Linked DNA regions of Mus musculus: region 2 is linked to region 1. The links are chromatin contacts, called in public Hi-C maps. All regions are on one chromosome and are shown on one strand. The core of a region is the stretch at or near the end of the contact, and the rest is flanking DNA. Distances in the headings are between cores, read along the strand shown.

Region 1 (6,880 bases), core at 1,306-3,805:
GTTAACAATCAGACTGCACAGTTTAAATGAGAGCTCAATGTGCAGAGACAAGAAAGCCAAATGTGAAATGCCCTTTAATTTCAGATCTCGGATAAACGTACATGTTCAATTTTAAAAGCCCTAGTTGACAGTCATAGGCCATGTTAAGGTGGCGACTTCAAGTGTCTGTTTAGATCACTCTCCTTTTGTGAAATGGCTGAACCAAACACTTCTTTTTTGTCAGCGATGTTTTGACTTTGTTAGGGTGGTCTGTTGGTTCTCAAGCTGGAGCACATTTCAGAGCTAGAAAACTTTGTTAAAACTCAGACTACCGGGGCTCTACTCGAGGACAGAGGTCAATTGGTAGAAATGTGTATTTCTAATATGTTCCTGGGCTATGCCCCTGCTGCAGATGCAGGGACTACATATACCTTGAAGGTCTTATTTTTAAAACACTTGCTCAATTGAATGAGGAAAAAAATTAAATCACGGATTTTCGCATGAATCTGTTGAAAACCATCAACCTTTTCTTTAGAAAAAATAGGTTAATATAGACGCTTATAGTGGACAGAAGAAAGAAAAGAAGAAAAGAAAGGAAGGAGAAGTTGTATGAGGTGGGCAAGAAGAGGCAGAAGGAGAGAGCAAGGACTTCTTAAAGGACCCTTGGAATCTCTCAGGAAAGCTCCGACTCAGGAATTTTGATCTACTCGTAAATATACCTACTTATTTATTTTAGGCAGGATTTCATTATACAGCTCTGACTGCCCTGAAACTCACCTGTCTCTGCCTCCTGTGTGCTGGGATTAAAAACATGACAACAGGCAACACAAGAGTTGGCCCAAGTATTAACTATTTTAAATGTATGGGCCGGCAACTCTCTAGTGACAATATTTGATACTGTAGGGCTAAGGTGATTTACATGAGAATAGTTCCTTAGGTTCATAGATTTAATTGCTTGGTTCTCTGGTCAGTGGAGATTACAAGGGAAGTAACAGGAGGTGTGGCCTCGTTGAAGGAGGTGTTTCCTGGGGGTTGACTTTGAAGTTTGAAAAGTTCATGCCATTCCCAGTTACTTTTACCTTGGCCTCCAACTTGCAAATAAGGATGTAAGCTCTTAGCTATTGCTATAGCACTATGCCTGCCTGCTCCCTTGCTCTGTGTGATGGTCATGAACTCACACTCTGAAACTGTCAGTCATAATAAACTCTTCCTTCTACAGGCTGCGTTGATCATGCTGTCTCCTCATAGTAATAGAACAGTAACTAATATAAGGACATAAAAGAGCTTGATTGTTTTTCAAAGTTGACTGATATTTTGATTTTTGAAATTGTCACTGCTGAGAATATCCCTGCATATAAGTATGGAACATAAAATGTATAAGAGCAGAAGTATGTTTACAGATATTTCAAAAATTGTTAGAGAATCTATTTTTAAAGTAAATATTTAAACATTTTGAAAATCAACCAAGCATGCTAAAACAATCCAATTCAAAAAATATATTAATTTGATAGCTATGTGCTACAGAACCACAGTAGGAACATGTTAAAAATTTGTTTTTCCCAATTAAACCATACATTTCTATAAGAACAGGAAATCTTGCATGTATAGTAAAACCACCATAATTCATATTAATGGTAGATAGTCTGAACTAGGGTGTTTCAAGCAGCATTCATGGGTCGTTTGCAGTATAATGGCCTGTGCAGTACAAAGTGCACATATGTATTGATTGCCAAGGTTGCACTGAAATTGTGAGATGCAACATAGGCAAGTTGCATAAATCCCACAAATCATTATATGTATGATTTTGAGTTAATTATTTTTTGATCATTGTACATTCAGAAACTTTTGCCAGTTGTCAACTGCTTTGTGATCTCCACATTTGGTTTTATGACCACAAATAAGGTTGCAAACTGTAAGCCCAACATGCTGTTTAAGAATCTGTGGTTTGGAGGCTGAGGAGATGACTCAGTAGATAAACTTTTTGCCATACAAGCATGGGTATTGGAGTTCAGCTCCCTAGAATCCATATGAAATGTAGTGGTTTGTCTGAAATTCCAGTGTATGGCAAATTGAGGCAGAGGATCCTGTGGCAAGCTGGTGAAGACAGAGGAACCTGTGGAAAGTTGGCCAGCTACAAATTGGTGAACTCTGAGTTCATTGAGAGACCCTGTCAACATTCACTAGCCTCTACTTGCACATGTATGCGCATGTGCCCCTGCACATAGAGACACATGTGAATCTATGCAGGCTATACATAGCCATATACACTTTTTAAAAAGAAGAGTCTGTGGTTTAGAGCTTGGAGCTGAGTTTGGGATTAGGTAGGCTTGTGTTGGCTGTGTAGCCTTTGGTTGACCCTAACCTGTCTCAGCTTGGCTTTCCCCGTTTGGAAATGGGATATAATTTCTCTTGCTATAAATGTTGTGCTGAGAATTAACTGAGCTAATCCACTCAAAGCTCCTAGCATTGCCCCTAAATGATATTATCTTGATTTTTTAATAGTATTGTTAATAGTAATGCAGCGTGAAAGCCCTTTATGAGTCACACAGGCTATGACTCACACAATACTGCTGCTGTTGATAAGAAGAGGGGTGCTTGGGTATCATCCAAGCTCAAATGAAGACTGAGATTGTGTCGTTGGAGTCTGGAATTGAGAGCCGAGATGGATGAGACACTTACAGAGCTCCCTAAGCCCCAGCCACTGCCTTCATTTTCAAATTTATCCTTTCCTCCCAGGGATACTTGGTCTCCTTCTATGTTCAGATAAATTCCCTTGTTTCTACGATGTTCTTTCTTCCCTTAGCCCACCTTTCCTTTGTTTTTGTCCTTGTTTCACCTTACAGCTTCTTTCATTTCCTCAGACAGGTCAATATATACTGCCCCTTTCTTCTATCATGACCTGCCTGCAGTCTTCATGTTTGAGAAGCAGCAGTGGCAGATCCTGGGGCAAACTGGCTCACTCTACTAGCCAAACTGATGAGTTCTGGGTTCAGTGTATCAGTAAATAAAGTGGAGAATGACTGAGAAGATATTCTATATTAAGTTCTGGGTTTCATGTATATGCATATACATGTGCACTTACACATATGTGAGCCCATACATGTGTACATGCACACATACATGCCATCACGCTACATGCACACAATAAATTTTTAAAAACAATCTTTGGTATTGAGTATTAATTTCCTTGGATTTTGAATTGGACCTTGCCTGTCTTAGTGATGACCAGATATCCTGAAGTCAGTAACCAGCTCACACTTCTCACATGTCCAGTAAATATTGAAAAATAAATAAACCAGTCTTATTCAAAACCATTCTTGGCTCAAAGAAAAATAGTGGAATTTTCTTTCTGCTGTCGTCATCTAAGACTCTTTCCCTTGGGGAAGGATGAGATGAAGGGTAAGAAAAAGTGAGGAGCTCTCATGAAGTTCCATGCCTTCCGATGCCTTCTGATGCATCATGAGTAGGGTCCCATCATAAACCTAGATCTTTGGTCCTCTCTCCTGTGGTACTATTATGAGTCCATTTGTCAAGCCAGTTCTACCTCAGACAAGACAGACGTGGCATGGTGAATGAGTTTTCTAAGGGGGTTGGTTTAATAGAACATTCCAGGGATACAAGGCCTTAATGCCATTGGGTAGCTCTTTAATGGTGAATTCCTGGGCTGAGGAAGATGGATGGCAGGACTCATGACTATAAACAGAAAACAGAAAGCTGGTAAAAATGTGAATGGAAATGTAATTGAACAAGGGAGCTGTGTTTCAGCCCCAGCAAGCAGAAGAACTTGGCAGCTTTGGCCATGTGATTTTGGCTTTAGAGTCAAGGATACAAGAAAAGGGTTAGGGAATCTCTCTCTCCAATCAAGGAAAACCTCTGACGTCAGGAGAATGGCAGGAGCATCACTGCATGGAGACCCAGAGATGCCACCGTGTGAGTTTGTGAGGGTGAAACCTAGAATTTGTTGGAGACACTGATTCGTTGGGGATTCCAGAGTCGTGGGCAACCAGCCAAGGAGAGCTGATGACAGGGAGTGAAGCCAGTCCAAGAGAGACATGTTTGTTGTAATCAAGAAAGCTGAGAAGAGTTGGAGATCTGGAAAGTGCTTTGACATCAGGCATGGAGATGCAGAGTATGGAGTTTGCTCAGCTGGTTTTAGGTCTTGCATTGGTTCGTTCGGTATTTTCTCACTATGCTCTGTATCCTTCCGTTTGGAATGGTGATGTTTATTCTATGACAATGTATGTTGGAAGTATGTGATGTGCTTTTCTATTTTTATTTGACAGGGTACAACAGTTAAGAGACTGCCATGAGTCTCCAAAGAGACTTTGAACTTTGGACTTTTAAACAGTGTTGAGATTGTGATAGACTGCTGGGACTTTTGAAGTTAGATGGAATGCATTTTTGCATGGTGATGTCTATTATCAGGGAGTGGAATGTGTCTGTATAGGAATGACCCCCTATAGGCTTATGTATTTGACTGCTTTGACTTCTTCGACATTAGGGAATAGCACTATTGGGAAGTGTGTTCTTATTGGTGTAGATGTAGCCTTGTTGGAGGAAATATGTCACTGAGGTGGGCTTTGAGATATCGGAAACCCAAGCCAGGCCCAGTCTCTCTCTCTCTCTCTCTCTCTCTCTCTCTCTCTCCCTCCCTCCTTCCCTCCCTCCCTCCCTCCCTCCCTCTCTCTTCTTGATGTCTGTGGTTCTAGATGAAAAACTCTTAGCTCCTTCTCCAATATCACGTCTGCCTGTAGGTTGGTATGCTTCCTGCCATCATAACAATCGACTAAACTGAACTGTAAGCCATCCCCAATTCAATGCTTTCTTTTATAAGAGCTGTGGTCATGGTGTCTCTTCACAGCAATAGAACATTGACTAAGACACAAATATAACATGTACTTTGCAAAGGACACCAACTTAATTGCTTTTCTTTTGTGTTTAACTAATGATTTAAGACCTGTGTCCCAGCAGTGGAGAAGGAGAACTTTAAAGAACATTAGCTGACAATGGCTGTGTGTCTTTTGGTAAAGTCACAACTTTTCTGCTAATTTGATAGAGTAGGCTGATATTCCTTTACATAGAGAAATGGCCTTAAAAGTTGGCCAAATGACACAGGGTGGAGCGGCTCAGTAAAGGGTCTTGTTTTGCTATGTGGCATCTCCTAGACTCTCTCTCATATTCTGCTGTAGCTTTGATGAATATACTGTGCAGCCTGGCAATTGCCCCCATGAGCTTCAGGCAGCCAGCATTTCACCCAGTTTTGTGCCTGAGAGATTTCTTAAAGCTATGGTAGCTCATTCAGCTAGCACCTAGAAACCAGGTAGAAAGTAAAGTAGGTTAGTGCCCCAGAGACAAGCCTCAGCTGGCAGAATGTGGGAATTAGTGCACGAGTATGCCAGCCTTCTGCACTGTGAACAGATCATTCTGGGACGCACTTTGTGTTCCTCAGAGAGTCAGTGGAGCTAGGTTCTCACTGCCTACACCAGCAACCACAATTACTATCTTTTTCTACACTCTTCCTTTTCTTAGTCTCACTTTCTTTGTTGGTTGACTCTTTGGATTTTGTCTGTCATCATTAGTTTTTGTCTGTTTTGTCTTTTTGAGACAAGGATGTGCTCAGTAGTCCAGGCTGGCCGTGAGCTCTCAATTTTCCTGTTTCAGTTTTCTGTGTAATGTGATTACAGAATGTAGTTACTGTATACTGTACCAGTATGTACAGTATGTTACCACAAACTGTCCACTTTTGTAAATATGAATTTTTTTGGCGATGGTATGGCACTTCTCTTATGAAATTCTTCCCCCTCAAGTCTTTTCTTTTCTTTTTTTATTAGATATTTTTTTCATTTACATTTCAAATGCTATCCTGAAAGTCCCCTATACCCCCCCACCCCTGCTCTGCTTCCCAACCCACCCAGTCCCACTTCCTGGCCCTGGCATTCCCCTGTACTGGGGCATGTGATCTTCGCAAGACCAAGGGCCTCTCCTCCCGTTGATGGCTGACTAGGCCATCCTCTGCTACATATGTAACTAGAGACACTAGAGCTATTAGAAGAAACTATGACAAAGATATGTATATTCATCCAACAACAATCTCCAAGTATGTTAGCATGAAGAATCTTCACTTTGCATCTTTATCCGTGTAAAGACAAAGGGAAAAACAAATAGCCTTGATGAAAGCATATGGGACTTGTAAGACTTAGGTAGGCATTTGTGTCTTGTACGGAAGATTCTGATTGAGTCTTATGTAATATCAAAGCCCTTGTCATAGATGGCTGTTGAGTAACTAAACATAGCTACTGTGACTGAGGCATTGAATTTAGTATGCGATTTAATTTTAATGACCTGATGTGGCCAGTGAATACTGTATTCACCAGAGCTATAGACATTAGAAAAAAATGAAAACTTGAAAATAAACTTTGTGATTGACTTCCTTTCCTAACATATATTGATTTTCGGATGAAATCTGACTTAGTTTGTGATTTTATGTTCACTTACAGAAATACAAGCAAGGTCTGATTCTCAGATGTCCTCATAGCTCTGGATGGTCCGGGACCTTCTATCCAGGTGAAGGTAGGGCCTAGGGCAGAGATGACGTCTCTTTACTCGTCCCTCACCCCATTTTCTCATGCTCGACACAGGCATCTTACCAGCATCAAGAAGCAAGCTGCATGTTAAGAAGGGTTCTAGAATTAAGTGGGAGAAGCCAGAGACCCGACCCTCTTCTTCCCTGCCCTGCCAGCTTTGGTTTCTTTACTTCCTTACTCTGTGACAAGTGAGTCAAAACCCTAATTACTGACACATGTATCATGAGTGGCACAGCTCATTTTCGACGAGTTCTGGTTGAAGGTAGCTTAAGACTGCAGTGTTGAGCTTTCATATTGGATGAGAGGTAGTGGAACTG
Region 2 (6,880 bases), core at 2,020-4,519, 84 kb after region 1:
GATGTGGAACAAGGAGACAACTGGAGGCTTGCCAGAAACAACACCATTTTATCATTTGAAGGAAGCAAATTCTAGGAGGCATCAAGAGCACTGTGGTGATCAAACAGGATGAGAACAAACTCTGCCCTAGGTAAAGCCAGTGCCCGGCAGGAGAGGGACTAATTAGGAGAACAGAGAGACAACGGCTCAGCTCTCACATATGGAGTTGATCTTACTTTAAATAGGTTAAAGATTCATTACAAATTATGATTTTTCTCCCTAGGTGCCCTTTTGATAACAATAGATGCTCCCCCCCCCCCTTTTTTTTTGTTTGGATACAATCAGAACAGCAAGAATTGCTCAAATAATCTCTTTCCCTAACCCTAGAAATTCACTTTCTACTGTGGCACTGCTCAGGTGGCCCTTTCTGGATTTTGTTTGTTTGTTTTTGAGGTTGGAAATGTTAGGAAATATAATGAAGCAGTGGGAGGGTAAGGGGTACCTGGTAGATCCATGCTAAGGTGTCCCCTTAAGAAATAATACCATTCAGCAGGCCTGGTATAAGGGAGGTTTATTTGGAGGAGGGGAGAGAGTGAGGGGACCTGGAGAAGGGTTAGAGGCAGACAGACTGGAGCAGAACCATGAGGACAGAGAAGGACAGACAGAGAGAACAAGAACAAGATAGGCCTGCTGGGAAACACAGGGGAACAGAGAGAGAGAGTGGGGGGGGGGGGAGACAGAGACAGAGAGACAGACAGAGACAGCGAGACAGGGAGAGTTGAGGGTAGCAAGCATTCCTTTTTATATTCTGCCACATCTGGCTCAGCTGCTGTTAGGGCCTTGGGGATCACCCACCCCTAAGACAGCAGGAAGCAGATCTCCTAAAGTAACCTGTGAGGGAGTCTCTGCCCAAGGTACAGGAGGGAGGGCTGTAAAGAGGGGCAGGCACATCTATCTACAAAAGGGTCAGCAGTTCTTCTGCCCTCAGTGTCCCGTGACCTTGGCTCTTGGTGGATTAGGTCTGCTTCTCTTCCTTAATTCACCTGCCTTGGCTTTGAAGATCTTACCTTTACCTTTTGTAGACTTAACTAAAGTGTTTCATCAATGGAGGACATATGTCTTTCAAGCTGGGTTATTGTAATATTGAGGTGTAGGGAATAAGGACAACTATTGTGATTGTAAACGTCATAATCGTGTTAGAGTCACATTTGCCTTTGTTTTAGCCACTAGAAAGGATAAATGAAAACTTACACCATAGAAAAAAGATAGCTATTTTAATGGATAAAAACAATAATATAATTTAGGTCTCTATAATTCAGATGGGATTAATGAAAGAGCTGGTTTTAAAGACCAGATGGGTTTTTCTACTTATTAAACATATATTCACTGCAGTATGTCCTTAGATATTTCTTATAGTATCCTCTCCCCAGTCAGATACAGGAATAGATAGACTCTAGGGATATATTTCTAGGAGATCCTTCCAAATCCCCTTTATGTCCTAGGAACTAGAAATCTTATACCAGGGCAAGCCCGGACCATGTATGAAGGGAACAGTCTAGAATGTATATTTCAGTACCACACAGTCGAACTTCCTGCCTGCCTAATGCAAATGCATCCAGGGCAGCATCGAGATAAAAGTGCCTGCCACACGTTTGTGTCTTCACCTTTCAATTGGAATAAAATGATATGTATTTTACCTCGAATTGTTCGGTTAGAATTGTCAAACTCTAACCCCGGTTTCTTTGTGTTGAAGATAAATCTTCAGGATAGCATGGCCTCAGTGCTTTATCACCTGAAAAAGTCAGAGTGGGGTGGAGAATCCAAGTGGAAAAACAAGACAAACTTTGACTGTCATTGTCTGTGTGAATGACCAAGTTAAAAAAAAAAAAAAAACTTTTTGTATTAAGAAGAGAATGTTGCAAATAAGCTTTTTAATGGAATTCCAGTGCACATAGAACAGCTCAGAGTTGTGTCTGCTTGCATTTCTCTTCCCTGTCCATGTCTGGATGGTATGGAATCTGGCAAGGATAGACTGTATCATCAGTACCCAGCATGGCAACCTGCCTATCAAAGGTGCTGGGCCAGATCTATGAAAATGTATAGGACCTGAGGCCTTAGGAACACAGAGAGAAGCACCTAGGCCCAGTGTTAAAGCTGATGGTTTAAAATATCGACTCAAGTGAGATCGATACCATTCAAATGTGGGCTCATTGGCAATATTTTAAGGGGTCTGAGGACCGTTTGGGAGAATGTTTCTAAAAGGGTTCGGTGGGGTCTCACATAAATATAGCTTTGTAGTGACAGGGGACAAAGTGGGATCACCTGATAAACAGAGAGACAATATGAGGGGCTTTTACTATCTATTCACCTATTAGGAGTTATTGTGGCTTACCTGCCGACTGACAAATTTTTCCAAAGCTGTGGGTTATAAACTAAGAGCGCGGCACCATTTTTTCAAAAGCAGACTTCTGTGAGTCTCTGCAGCATTTCTCCATCAGAACTGGTTTGTCTTAAGTTTTAATGCCTTTAGATTTGTGGTCAAGATTTTTAAAAATCGAGGCATTTCACATATAAATCCATACTTCCAATTTCTCTTGGAGATCTGACAATACTGGGAGACCCCCTTCTGAGCCACTGGCTGTTGAGGTGTGGCCTCGAGCAGCAACAGCACTGCCACCTGGAAACCTATGAGCTCCTATAGGGCAGAGCCAAGAAATCTGTGCATTAACAAGCTCTCCAGGTAATTACACCTTCCCTCGGTCCTGGGGATTGAACCTACCACCACTTCTGTGTTAGATGTCTATTTTCAGCCATCTTATGTTATATGTGTGCATGTGTATACGTGTGTGCTATATGTACTTGTTAGTGTTGGTTTATAAATATGTGCACATGGAAGACTAAGTACTAAGTGTCTTTCCTCGGTCATTCTTTTGGAACTGGAGTTATAGGCAGTTGTGAGCCACCATGTGGGTGCTGGGAACCCAACCCAGGTCCTCTGTAAGAGTAGCAACTTAACCACTGAGCCATCTCTTCAGATATCTTTTCTTTTAAGATTTACTTATTTATTTTTTATGAGTATGTGTAAATGCCTATTGCTATCTCTGTATCTATATGCATGTACACATACATGCATGCAGATAGAGATAGAGGTAGAGGTAGAGGTAGAGGTAGAGGTAGAGGTAGATAGAATAATGTTTTTGCAGGTGCTGTTGGTGGCTAAGAGAAGGCATCAGATCCGCTGGAATTAGCAGCTGTAAGCTTATGGGTTCTGAGACCTGAATCCAGATCCCCTGGGAGAAAAGCAAGTTCTCTTAAGCACTAAGCAATCTCTCAAACCCCCTATCCACTTTTTTTTTTACGTTTTCATTTGAGACATTTAATGTAGTTGAACTCATTTTATAGCCCAGGTAAGGCTTTGAATATACGACCCTCTTGCCTTAGCCTCTTGAGTATCTGGGATTGCAGGCCTGTTCCAAGAGGCCTGGCTCTGCCTGGCGAGTCTCTGCCTTGTTTCATTTGAGAAGCAGCTGAGATTATAACCAGGCGGAGCTTGGTGGCATGCGTTGTATCCTTCCTAAGCTGGCCTGTGCATGTATCTAGTTCGTGAGCTTCTGGAGATTTGAATTCCCTCACCTCACCGCAGAAAGGATCACATAATTTCAAGGTACAAGATTTTTCCTGTCTCCAGTGCGGATCTGAGTTCTTAAAGATCTGAGGTCACTGGGAGAGCTTTAGGAACCCAGGATCATCCCCAGGCATATCAGATCTATTAGCTGCTGCCCATGTGGCAGTATGAGAAAACTCAATTAGTACAAACAGATAAGGGCATATTGAAGTCTTGGGAGAAAGAGAGGCCTGGTTTGAGTCCCTAATGCATACAAGTAAAATGGTTAGATAAAGCTTTATTTAATTACACTACAGGCGGGAAGAGAGTCACAAGGCATCTTGGAGCTTTTAAGTGTGTGTGTTTTAATCAATTTTTCAGAATGTCTGTATGGTTTCTGCCAGTTGCCTGGACAGTCATTAATTACTCAGCCTCACCCTAAAAATAAGCAAGTCTCCATCTCATTACGAGGGAACTTGCTACTAAGGCAGCCTCCATTTGTGGGCTAGGACTGTAAGTCTTCCCAGGTGTGAGCCCCACATAGCTGGTTAGCCTTCTTTTCAGTTTGCTTGCCCAGCTGCTACTCTTAGTAGGTGCGCTTGTCTATGACACATAGATCAGACTTAAATTTTACTTCCAGATTCTAGAGATAATGTTTAGCTTCCTAAAAGAATCATAAAGCGATATATATGAATTAGGGCTTATCAGACATTAATGTCTCTTGCCTTTCCTAGATCCAGGGCTGGTTAAGTGGGGTTCTATGGTCAATTTTAGACAATGGCTTGGATCTTAAATAGAAATCTGTGTGTCTTTAGGTCTGGGGCCATTAAGAGAAGACGAATCTCCATGCCTTTACTTTCTCTGCTTTGGTAACATTAGATAATATATTTGAAGTGATGGACTTGCAGACTAGAGGTCACTTGGTTCTTGTTATGATACCTGAGGTCAAGGACAGCCACCTAACACATGCCAGGCTCGGATGTGATTAAAATTTAAGCCTTTTGCAATCTTGACAAGCCAACTGTCATGACTCAGAGAATCTGGCCTGGCTCACTAACACTTAGGGGTTTCAGTGAAGTCAAAATAAAGGAAAGGGCAGCTTGGAGCTTGCCTGTTGTTTCCCCATAAGGGGAGTGGTCAGCAGCTACACAGCACATGGTCTACCTGGACACAGTAGACTAATTCTCTAGGCAGTGATGATGCCTAAGACGATATGGGAATGATTACTGTGGTTTGTGATAAGTTTTCTAAGGTGGATCAAAACTTTGTTAGTTGCCAGGAGGGGGACTTTGTGTCAAATCCATGGAAAAGAAAGGCTAGGATAAGTGGGCGGAGCCATGAGAAGGACAGAAGTGAGGAACAAGCCAGGGGTAGGAAATGAAAACCTAGAAACCTTGGCCCTAAATACATATGGGTAGAGGGAACTGTCCGAGGAAGGCATATAAAACGAGAAGAGGAGCCAGTATAGATGCCAGAAAGGTACCAGTATTAGAGAGCCATGTGGAAAATGTCACAAAGAGTAAAGGAGATGAGGAGAGAGTGGGGTGCATGGGTGTAGGAAAGTGTTAGAAAAGAAAGTATGCTCAAACTTCTCTGACAGAATTGAGAGTGAATCACCACAGCATGGGGGCGTGGTGGCCTCCACTCCACCTGTCTCAGGACAACAGGGCAGCTGAGTGACAAGATATAGGTGAGCTCTTTTTGGCCTTTCAAGTGTGAAAAGCTGGGTTTGTTCTGTCTATGCCCTCCTGGTGTATTCCCTGCTGCCACAGGTACGGAGCAGCTCATAGGTTCCACAGAGCTACCCGGATAACAACCTGGCCAGGGCTACACTTTGTTCTCAAAGCTATCAGAGGCGCCCGTTTGTTTGGAATATCTATGTCTGTCTACCAGGGGCTTCCAACACCCACTGCTCAGGCCCATCTTCGAGCTGCCTGTGAGGTTGTTTGATTGGCTTTTTATTCAGTATCCCGTTAATTTGCTAAACACTATTTTGGTGGTTTGTGGATGTGGAATATAAAAATGTAGTAGGTGGTTAATAGGAGACAAGTTGCAAGAGAACGCTCAAACCTCTGAGCTGCACACACAATACCTACCCTCCGAAGGGCTGGATTCCCCCGGGCTACCGGGGAGCAGCAAAGCCAGATTCGCCATCCTCCTTACGGCTCTCTTTGACCTACTCCTCCCCCTCGGTGCTGTGTGGTGGGCGTACAACTGTTGCAAGTAGGTGGCACAGCTGTTTGCTTTGAGTGCCTCCGTACCTCAGGGATCCCAGCCACACAGTTAACATTGCAGGATGAAAATGGCATTTATGCTTTAATAAACTCACCCTAATTCTTTGTTCGAGGGAAAAGGGAGGATCCTGCTCACCATGGTGTCAGCTACATGTCTCTGTTCAGAGCGCGCCGCAGTGGCTAATGGTTTCCGAATTCTCCCTTGCATGGGAAACAGGAGCCATTAGAAAAATATTGGGTTGGTGTGAAGATTTCCCAAACACCTGCCTCCACCTCTGATGCACATATGCCCAGCGTTTACAATGCACAGTGTCCCTTTTTCTCTCGTTTGGTGCATTTTCATTTCCAAGTGCATGTATATTTTATAAGTGTGTGTGTACATACTTCTTGGTGATTTACTTATAAATTTCCTAAATGGGGAAGCCACACAAAGGTCACCAATCCGTGGATGGAATTAAATAGCATTTTCTAATAAGAAATAGTAAAAGAGTAGTCAGATACATATAGGCGAAGAGGGCGCGGGGTGGGGGCGGGGCGGTGGGGGGGGGCAGTGGGGGTGGGGGGGCACGCATCTTCAACTGAGAAGTTACTGAGGGGCTGCTTTTGAGGAGACAGTTCCCTAGAGGAAGGGAGCCGCCTGCCCTCCTCTTCCCTGTCAAATAAATCACCAAATGCGCTCAAAGTTGTCTTTCTAAATAGCGAAATCTTTCAGCTCTCTCTCATTTTTGTCCCGGTGAAGCAATGCAGTCATGTGTTCTTACGGGTCTGTTTCGCCTTCCTCCTTGCCTGGCAGTAGCTATCCACATGAATTTCACCAGTTTCTGTGGATGGCACATCTTGCTGATTTGACTTGAACTATCCATAACTATGATGGATTCTTTGCCTGGCTCAGAAAATAAGCCAGCTCTCAGGCTTCCATCTAGAGGATCTCTGCAAATCAGAGAAGGGGCTGACATTGATTGCTGTTCATGCCATCATTATATTATTTTTATTAACTAGCCTGTTGTTATAATAACGCTGCAAAGCACCACATAACTCTACCTGGGGAGTGAAGCTCCCAATA

What was found. Hi-C and Micro-C count contacts between places; a contact is called where the count stands out from the background.
Region 2: a contact with region 1 is called in a Hi-C map of the N1E-115 cell line, with 5 times the contacts expected there. The contact joins two enhancer-like sites. A contact is called at or near these places in 4 of 484 Hi-C or Micro-C datasets (the HPC-7 cell line, the N1E-115 cell line, double positive thymocytes and 1 more) and 1 of 115 datasets of contacts at active chromatin or transcription factors (bone marrow-derived macrophages).

Annotation. Positions count from the first base shown.
Region 1 is chr17:51,411,971-51,418,850 of GRCm38.p6, forward strand. No RefSeq gene overlaps it. Among named protein-coding and RNA genes, the nearest start is that of C330011F03Rik, 33 kb to the right of the region's middle. Within about 2 kb of position 2,556, at least 8 of the 459 cell types and tissues checked have an H3K27ac peak or open chromatin away from gene starts, as enhancers often do. A contact at or near this core is called in the N1E-115 cell line, where this site is marked.
Region 2 is chr17:51,495,167-51,502,046 of GRCm38.p6, forward strand. It overlaps the pseudogene Gm46574. Among named protein-coding and RNA genes, the nearest start is that of Gm31143, 36 kb to the right of the region's middle. Within about 2 kb of position 3,270, at least 1 of the 459 cell types and tissues checked has an H3K27ac peak or open chromatin away from gene starts, as enhancers often do. A contact at or near this core is called in the N1E-115 cell line, where this site is marked.